Linked DNA regions of Sus scrofa: region 1 is linked to region 2. Evidence: chromatin contacts called from public Hi-C data. All regions are on one chromosome and are shown on one strand. The core of a region is the stretch at or near the end of the contact, and the rest is flanking DNA. Distances in the headings are between cores, read along the strand shown.

Evidence for each region. Hi-C and Micro-C count contacts between places; a contact is called where the count stands out from the background.
Region 1: a contact with region 2 is called in a Hi-C map of liver, with 1.6 times the contacts expected there. The contact joins the enhancer-like site here to the promoter of MOB3B in region 2. A contact is called at or near these places in 1 of 5 promoter capture datasets (liver) and 7 of 47 Hi-C or Micro-C datasets (liver, retroperitoneal adipose tissue, skeletal muscle and 1 more).

What each region holds. Positions count from the first base shown.
Region 1 is chr10:38,622,304-38,626,457 of Sscrofa11.1, forward strand. All of the region lies in intron 2 of MOB3B (MOB kinase activator 3B), which reads left to right. Among named protein-coding and RNA genes, the nearest start is that of IFNK, 180 kb to the left of the region's middle. Within about 2 kb of position 1,393, at least 33 of the 83 cell types and tissues checked have an H3K27ac peak or open chromatin away from gene starts, as enhancers often do. A contact at or near this core is called in liver and skeletal muscle, where this site is marked.
Region 2 is chr10:38,435,726-38,439,839 of Sscrofa11.1, forward strand. It overlaps MOB3B (MOB kinase activator 3B), which reads left to right and starts at 2,701. Exons shown (of 4, transcript XM_021064706.1): 1 at 2,701-2,844.

The DNA.
Region 1 (4,154 bases), core at 143-2,642, 190 kb after region 2:
ATAATTCCTTGTGCTATACAGTAGATCCTCATTGTTTATGTATTTTATATACAGTGGCATGTATCCATTAATCCCAGACTCCCAATTTATCCCTCCCCCTCCCCTTTCCCTTTTGGTAATTGCAAGTTTGTTTTCTATGTTTGAGTCTGTTTCTGTTTGGTAAATATGTTGATTCATATTATTTTAGATTCCACATATAAGCGATATCTTATGGTATTTGCCTTTCTCTATCTTACCTAGTATAATCTCTAAATCCATTCGTGTTGCTGAGAATGGCAATATTTCACTCTTTTTTGTGGCCAAGTAGTACTCTGTTGTATCTATATACCACATCTCAGACAAGGTTTGGTATCAATTGCCCTGCACATAATGGAAGAAAGAATCTGCTGGTGAATAAAGAAAAAGCTGTATTTGTGGGAGTTCCCGTCGTGGCTCAGCGGGTTCAATATCGAACTTGACTAGCATCCATGAGGACACGGGTTCAATTCCCTGGCCTTGCTCAGTGGGTTAAGGATCTGGCATTGCTGTGGCTGTGGTGTAGGCTGGCACCTACAGCTCCAATTGGACCCCTAGCCTGGGAACCTCCATATGCCACAGGTGCGGCCCTAAAAAGACATAAAGACCAAAAAAAACAAAGTTGTATTTGTGAAAATACTCACAATAGATCATGCACCACAAGAAGGCTGCATGACTTTCAAATTCTGACTGGGGCTCCTGACCAAAGGACTGGGGCTTCTGCCTAACCTCCCAGTTCTAAGGAGGCTCATTAACATCAAGTTCTCAGCTCACTCTCTCTCATTTGGGCCATTAGATTTTCAGCAGGTCTGAACTAGCTCGAGTTCGTTTTCCATGCCTGTTATTGCCAATCCACAGTGAAGGAATGCCTTTCTCAGGTTGTCAATCTGCTTCTACCTCCACGCTGTGACAAGAGAGGGTGAAGGCAGCCCGCCACCCTGGAGATGAGGATGTGGATAAGGACCAGCCTCCAAGGCAGAGGAGTGACCCTGGGGGAGAAAAGGGGTAGTGACAGGCAGGCTCCTCTTAGTGGCAGAAACAGCACTTCCTCTGCCCCGCAAGTGGCATGTCTGAAAGAATGAACGGTCTGTTTAAGACCTATCATCACGTGCTAGTCTATTTTCCTTTCTTTTGGTCCAACCACTGTGATAATAGATAGGTCAGAGGCTAACTCGGGGTGGGGGTGGGAGGTGGCTGGGCCAGGCAGAGGGAGCTGGAGAAGAGAGTAGTAGCCAGTTTATTTCTAACCATTTGCAGCTGTCCGCTTGTTTGGGGACTTTTTTTTTTTTTTTTTTTTCAGGCGTAGGAACAAAGTCTTGCTACACAAGATTGTTTTCCTTGGCACAACGTACAGACACTTTCTTGAGGAACGCACTGAGATAACACAAAACATCTGCTTAGAGGAATCAGTCCTCCGAAGCTGAATTTCATCAGCAAGAGCACGAGCCTTCTTTAGATAAATATATATACGTTTTGCAGGAGGCGGGAGAATGTGCTTGGAATGGGCAGGAGATTAAACTATTAGGAGGAGGGTTTTTTAAGAAACAGATCCGTGTCGTTAGGGTTTCTTTTCTTTCTTTTCTTGTTCCTTTGTGATCCAGTCGCGTTTTGTTTTGCAAGTATTTTGGAAATGGTAGGTTCTCAGCCACGCTGCCAGAGGCAGCCTGTTTTCTTTTCCCACGTGTGTGGGATGTTGTTTTTATTCATGAGCTATTGAGAATGAGGGGTTTTTATGACTCGTAGAGGGATTTTCACGTGTGCATTCCTGGTTCTGCCCTCTGAAGACCAAAAGGGCAGCACACATGCTCTCAGCCACGCGTGACAAGTTGAAGCAGCCCTGCAGGCATTTCTGGTTGTAGTTACTGACATGGCCTGGGGGTCCCCAAAGGCTCAGCCAAGGTATTAGGTGTCATCTTATGTCATGCAGAAGGTCCTCCGACAGTTCACACGACATTTTCATAGATCATCTTGGGTTCACATCTGCTTTCCAGATAGTTTGTCCTGTGGGGAAAAGGCAGCACCATCATTTGCCCTTTGTCCACCCTCCACTTAGACAAGGGAGAGCCACCTTTGAGAGCAGTGACAATATCAGAGGCCTCTGGCCAGATGCCTTGGAGAGCCTGCTGGCCCTGTGCTCCATGTTTAATCCTCACGATCTCACTAAGTACTAGGTATATTACCCTCATTCCTCAGATAAGGAAACAGAGCCTGTTGGAAGTTAGCAACCTTGGAGCTTCCACGTGGCGCAATGGGATTGGTGGCGTTTCTTCAGCACCGGGATGCGGGTTCGATTCCCAGTTAGCACAGTGGGTTAAAGGATCCAGCGTTGCTACAACTGAGGAGTAGGTCACAACTGTGGCTTGGATCTAATCTCTGGCCCAGGAATTTCCTATGCCACGGGGCAGCCAAAAAAGATAAAAACAAAACAAAACAAAAACCAAAAAAACAGAAGTTAGCAAACTCACTCACAGGCAAGTAGCAGGGAAGTTCCCCAGCTGGAATCTGAGACCAGCGATCGATGCCAAATGTGTAACCAGCGTCTGCCACAAATGACACATGCTTTGCGGGAAGAGCCAATCCACCCTTTTCCACCTTCATCTTTTAACAAATTTTGCTTCTCCAGTTCTGCCAGTTGGATTGGAATGAGATGAAACAAGCCCTAGGAATCCCATCCAGCTTCCTGGCAGAGTGAAAAGAGCCTAGGCTCTGAAATCAGACAGACTTGAATTCAGACCCCTTTTCATCACAAACTCACTCTAAACCCTGAGCCTGTCAGTCCCTGCACCTTTCTGAGCTCTGATTTTGGTGGAAGCAGATGGCCAAAGTGCTCAGCTCCCAAGCCCCCAGCCAGCAAGGATTTATCACACACCCACCCTCTCCAAGGCTCTGCACTGGGCACGGGGCATCCGTGTGAGAGAAGCCTGGATGCACTCCCTGCCCCCAGGGAGCGTGCCATCTGCTGGGCGTGGCAGATCCAAGTCAGGATCCACACAGATAAGTGTGGAATTGCTGGCCGGGGTCTGTGCTCAGAAAAGTTTCAGGAGCAGGTAGCAGGTGCCAGGGAACAAGGGAAGTCTTTCAGCTGAATGCTAAAGAAGGCAGAGGCATTGACTTGGTAAACGATGGGGCAGAATGTCCGCCAGCTCCTTTGGAACCTGGGATGTTCGGAGCCAATTCCCTGGGGTCCCTGGAGGCAGACCGCCTTTGAGCCCTTACTCTCCAGACCTCCCCAGCCCAGGTTCAACCCAGCGTGCTCACAGACCAGGGTCTCAGCCCCAAGCATCCAGCCTTCTCTTCAGAAGGAAAGAAAGCAAAATGATGGAAATGAGAAAGACAGCAGCTACCTTGGAAAACAGCCACATGGGTCTTGTTTGACTTTGGCACCTCCGTCTCTCATGTGTGACTTTGTCATAGCATCTCTGCATTCTCTGAGGGACCTTCTCCTTTTGCAGCCTTCTCTAATAGTGTAAAAGAACAAAACATGGAGTTCCCACTGTGGCACAATGGAATCGACAGCGGTGTCTCTGGAGCACTGGGATGTGGGTTCGATCCCTGGCCCGGCACAATGGGTTAAGGATCCAGCATTGTTGCAGCTGTGGCTTAGGTCGCAACTATGGCTTGGATCTGATCCCTGGCCTGGAAACTCCATATGCCACAGGGTGGCCAAAAAAAAGAAAAAGACAAAAAACACGAGCCATTTAGACAACTTCTTGTAATTTTTTCCAGAGGTGCCTGGATAGGAAGGATTGAATGGGGCATTTGAGGGCTTAGTGAAAAGGAAGGGAGAGGAGGGAATGAAGAAGAAAGAAAATGGATTGAAGCTCAGAAAACACTGGAATTTTTATTAAATTTTGTTTGGGAGAAAGGAGATTTACTGAGTCAGAGATGAAAGGCAAATCCACATGGAGCCCCGGAGAAATTATTATATTCCATGCTCGATTTAGCTTTCGGGCTCAATGTGGCTTGGAGATCAGAATTTTTGTGGTTAGACACATTCATAAACTCTGCAGGGCTTTGTCAGATGCTGGTTCCCAGCCGAGTACCAGGTCTCACCCTCAGCAGAGGCAAAGCTATGAGGCTGACTGATCAGGCCTCCAAGAGGGGCTATAAGCCCCCTGCAGGCTCACCTCACCCTCTGC
Region 2 (4,114 bases), core at 1,451-3,950:
TACTATAGCTGCTTAATATATATTAAGTATCTCCAATGTCCATGGTGAAGGCTTTTCATTAATTATTTCAAGATATATTTATTGAATGCTGTATTAGTCCATTTAGGCTATTATAACAAAATGCCATACTCCTGAGTGGCTTAAACATGGACATTTACTTTTCACAGTTCTGGAGACTGAGAAGTCAAAGATTACAGTGCCACTGGAGTTTCTACTGTGGCACAGTGAGTTAAGCATCAGATTGCAGTGGCTAGGGTCGCTGCAGAGGTTCTGGTTAGATCCCTGGCCCAGGAGTTTCTGTTGTGGCTCAGTTAATGAACCCGATTAGTCCACAAGGATGCTGGTTCAATCCCTGGCCTTGCTCAGTGGGTTAAGGATCCAGCGTTGCCCTGAGCTATGGCGTAGGTCATAGATGCGGCTCAGATCTCTCATTGCTATGGCTGTGGCATAGGCAAGCGGCTACACCTCCTATGGGACCCCTAGCCTGGGAACCTCCATATGCCAAGGGTGCAGCCCTAAAAAGACCAAAAAAAAAAAGAGAGAGAGATCCCCAGACCAGCACAGTGGGTTAAAAGATCCCAGATTCCGCATTGCTGCAGCTGCAGCCTAGGCTGTAGCTGTGACTTGGATTCAATTCCTGGCTCCGGGGACCCACAGTGTGCTGAGATATGGCCATTAAAAAAGAAAAAAAGATGACAGTACCAGCTAATTGGAGTCCTGGTGAGGTATCTCTTCTTGTCTTGCAGATGGTCCTCTACTCACCATTGTCCTTAAGTGGCAGAGAGATAGCAACCTGTTTTTTTCTTTTTTCTTCATATAAAGCCACTAATCTCATAATGAGGGCCCCACCCTCATCAGCTCACCTAACACTAATTACCTCCCAAAGGCTACACCTTCAGATACTATCACATTGAGGGTTAGGGCTTCCACATATGGATGGGGTGGTCATAGCACATGTCTATATATTTTCTATAGATTGATTGAGCTAGTCTAGGGATAGAGCAATCAACTCAAACAAAAACCATCCTTGTCTCAGGGAGCTTATATCTGATGGAAAGAGTAAGGCAGTGTGTGGACAGAACAATTGTTCCCACAGATGGCCATATCCCCATCTCCCTAACATGTGACTATGTTATGGTACAAACGGGAACCAGGTTGCAGATAGAATCAACATTTGTAATCAGCTAAATTTTTAAAACAATTTTTACTATAGTTGATTTACAATGTTCTGTCAATTTCTGCTGTACAGCAAAGTGACCCCGCTATACATACATACACCTTCTTTTTCCATCATGTTCCATCACAACTGATTAGATGTAGTTCCCTGTGCTGTACAGCAGGATCTCATTGCTTATCCATTGTAAAATATCATTGTAAAATATAGGAGTTCCCATCATGGCTCAGTGGTTAACGAATCCGACTAGGAACCATGAGGTTGAGAGTTCGATCCCTGGCCTCGCTCAGTGGGTTAGGGATCTGGCGTTGCTGTGAGCTGTGGTATAGGTCACAGATGCAGCTCGGATCCAGCATTGCTGCGGCTGTGATGTAAGCCGGCGGCTACAGCTCCGATTCAACCACTAGCCTGGTAACCTCCATATACCACAGGAGAGGCCCTAGAAAAGACAAAAAAAAAAAAAAAAATTGTAAAATATAGTACTTTTATATATAGTGCTATAGTACTACATACAGTACTTTTAAACTTTCATAATATGGTATTTCTCAATCAAAATGCATTAAGACACTATCATATGGGAACTAAAAAGGTGTGCAAGACGTTCTTTTCCTCAGGAAGCTTATATTTAATGACTCTTACTATGCATTAAAAATACTTTCTATGGGAGTTCCCACTGTGGCTCAGCAGGTTAAGAAGCTGACTAGTGGCCATGAGGATGTGGGTTTGATTCCTGGCCTTGCTTAGTGGGTTAAGGATCCGACACTGTTGCACGCTGAAGTGTAGATAGGTTGCAGATGCAGCTCAGATCCGTGTTGCTGTGGCTGTGGCTCTGATTCAACCCCTAGCCTGGGAACCTCCATATAGGCAAGTGTGGCCCTGTAAATAAATAAATAAATAAATAAATAAATAAAATTTCCTATGTTTAGTTGACACTTTACAGCCCCTGCAACGTAGATACTGCTCTCCCCAATTTACAGAGCATACTAAGGTTTAGAGGTCATAGACCCAAGATCACTCAAATAGAAAGTAGAAGGCTGTGGGCTGGGCTTCAAAGTCCACGCTCATTCCATTAATCCCAGATTGTTCTAGAAAATTCGCTAGAATCTGAAGGTATTTTCCGATGATTAAGGCTCTCCTCTAGCATTTTTCATCAAGTTAGAAAATCTTGAAGAAGGTAAGCGATTTCCCCCTCTAGGTACCTTGGGTGTGGCCATTGTGGACCCAGAGAGCACCCTTTCTGATCTGATATCTTCTTCCTCTTCTCAGTCAAAGGGTCACTGTCTTTTCCGCAAGGCTGGGAGCCCAGCTCAGACTGTCCATTCCTCACCTCTTTTCAGAGGTAAGATAACCAAAGGAGACCTGTAGTCCTTTCCCGACGGAGCTGCCATTCCGCGGGCGGCCGCCAGGGGTCCCCATTCGCATCTCCGCACGATAACCGCGCGCCGGGTGCCCGTGGGGGCTGCTTTGGAGCCGCCGCGGCTGCAGCTGGAGCCCCGCGCTCGCACGCCCGCGCGCTTACTGAGAACGGGCGCCTTGGCTCCAGAGTCCCCAGCCAGATCCGCGAGCGTCGCCACTCCTGCCTGGAGCTCACCCTCTTCCTCTTGCTCCGCCTGCAGCTGGCTCGGCGCGAGGAGCCGACAGGGCCTCGGGGCTGAAGGTAAAACCCCACGGTGAGTGAGAACCCGCTCCCAGCGAGGGGAGGTGGCGCAGCCGGTAGCCTCTCGCGCCCGGTCGCGCCCTGGAGGGTGGAGGTATGGGGCGCACCTGGGGGCGGGTGCAACAGGAGGGCGGGAGGCAGCAGACCCCGTTTCCCCGCCCGCCCTCCGCGGGCTTCCGGGGCTGGAATCCGCGTCAGACCCCTACCCGCGTCCTGACTTCTGGCCGGCTCCTCCCGCTCTCTTCCCGGGTAGGAACTAGAGTCCAGTCTCCACCCTGGGCTCCTGGGCCTTGATTTTAAAAGGTCTATCAATAAAGTCCATCTTCCTTCGGGGTTCGAGTGTGTCCGCCAACCCATCCCGCATCGCAGATGACTGCAGGGTGCGTGCTGTGCTGTGGGAGGCGGGAAGACAAAGTTTTACAAAAGTGCGCCTGGGCAGGGGGGCAATGTTTAGGGCGTCTTGATACTGAAGGAGGAGGCTCGGCTTGGGGCTGAGAAGGGGAACTCGGCCAGTTCGGGGACTGTGGACGCTTCGCAGAGGCACAGGGTGTGTAAAGGACGTACAAATCCTGCTGAATCCCTGGGCCAACAACTGTCAAACATCTGGAATCCAAGCCCCTCCTTTTCCCTGCACCGAAAACCCTTCAACTTTACTTTGATCGCTCCTCCTGCCTTTGGACCCTTCTCGAAGGGTAAAGGGCCGACCCCCGGCGCCAGGCGAGTGACCAGAGACCCCAAACTCCTCAAGATCCCCCTTCACCCACCTTCCCGACCCCTCCCGGACGTTTTCCCCGCAGGGACCACGCGACAGAGCCGATTGAGATCGTGGCGAATGGCCTTTTGTTTCTCCTCGTTTCCCCTATTGTTTGCCTTTCAAACATCTGGCCGGGCTAGGGAGAGAAGGAAGCCCCTCTCGTTCTCCTCCCCAGCTCCCCACGCCCGCCACCCGCCCAGCTAGAGCCCAGGAACCGCCTGGGGAAGGAGAGGAGCCCGACCCCAGCGGGGCCGCCCCACCCGGGCCTTGTGGTTAAAGGGCGGAGGGAAAGTTGTTCCTTCTCCGCCTCCTCGGCTGCTTGTGGCCCGGGGCGCATTTCTCAGATCTTATCCCGAGCGCACCGCGCTCTAAGAGCGCAGGTCGGGAGGGGTGCCGCTGCGTTCTACCCCAATCCGGGGAGACCTTTGGTGGGTTCCAGTGGATTCCAATCTCCACCTAAAGGCGTGTGGCTGGGCAGCTGCCAGGCGGTGGGACAGGATTGAGACACGTCTGGTAGGCACACAGCTCT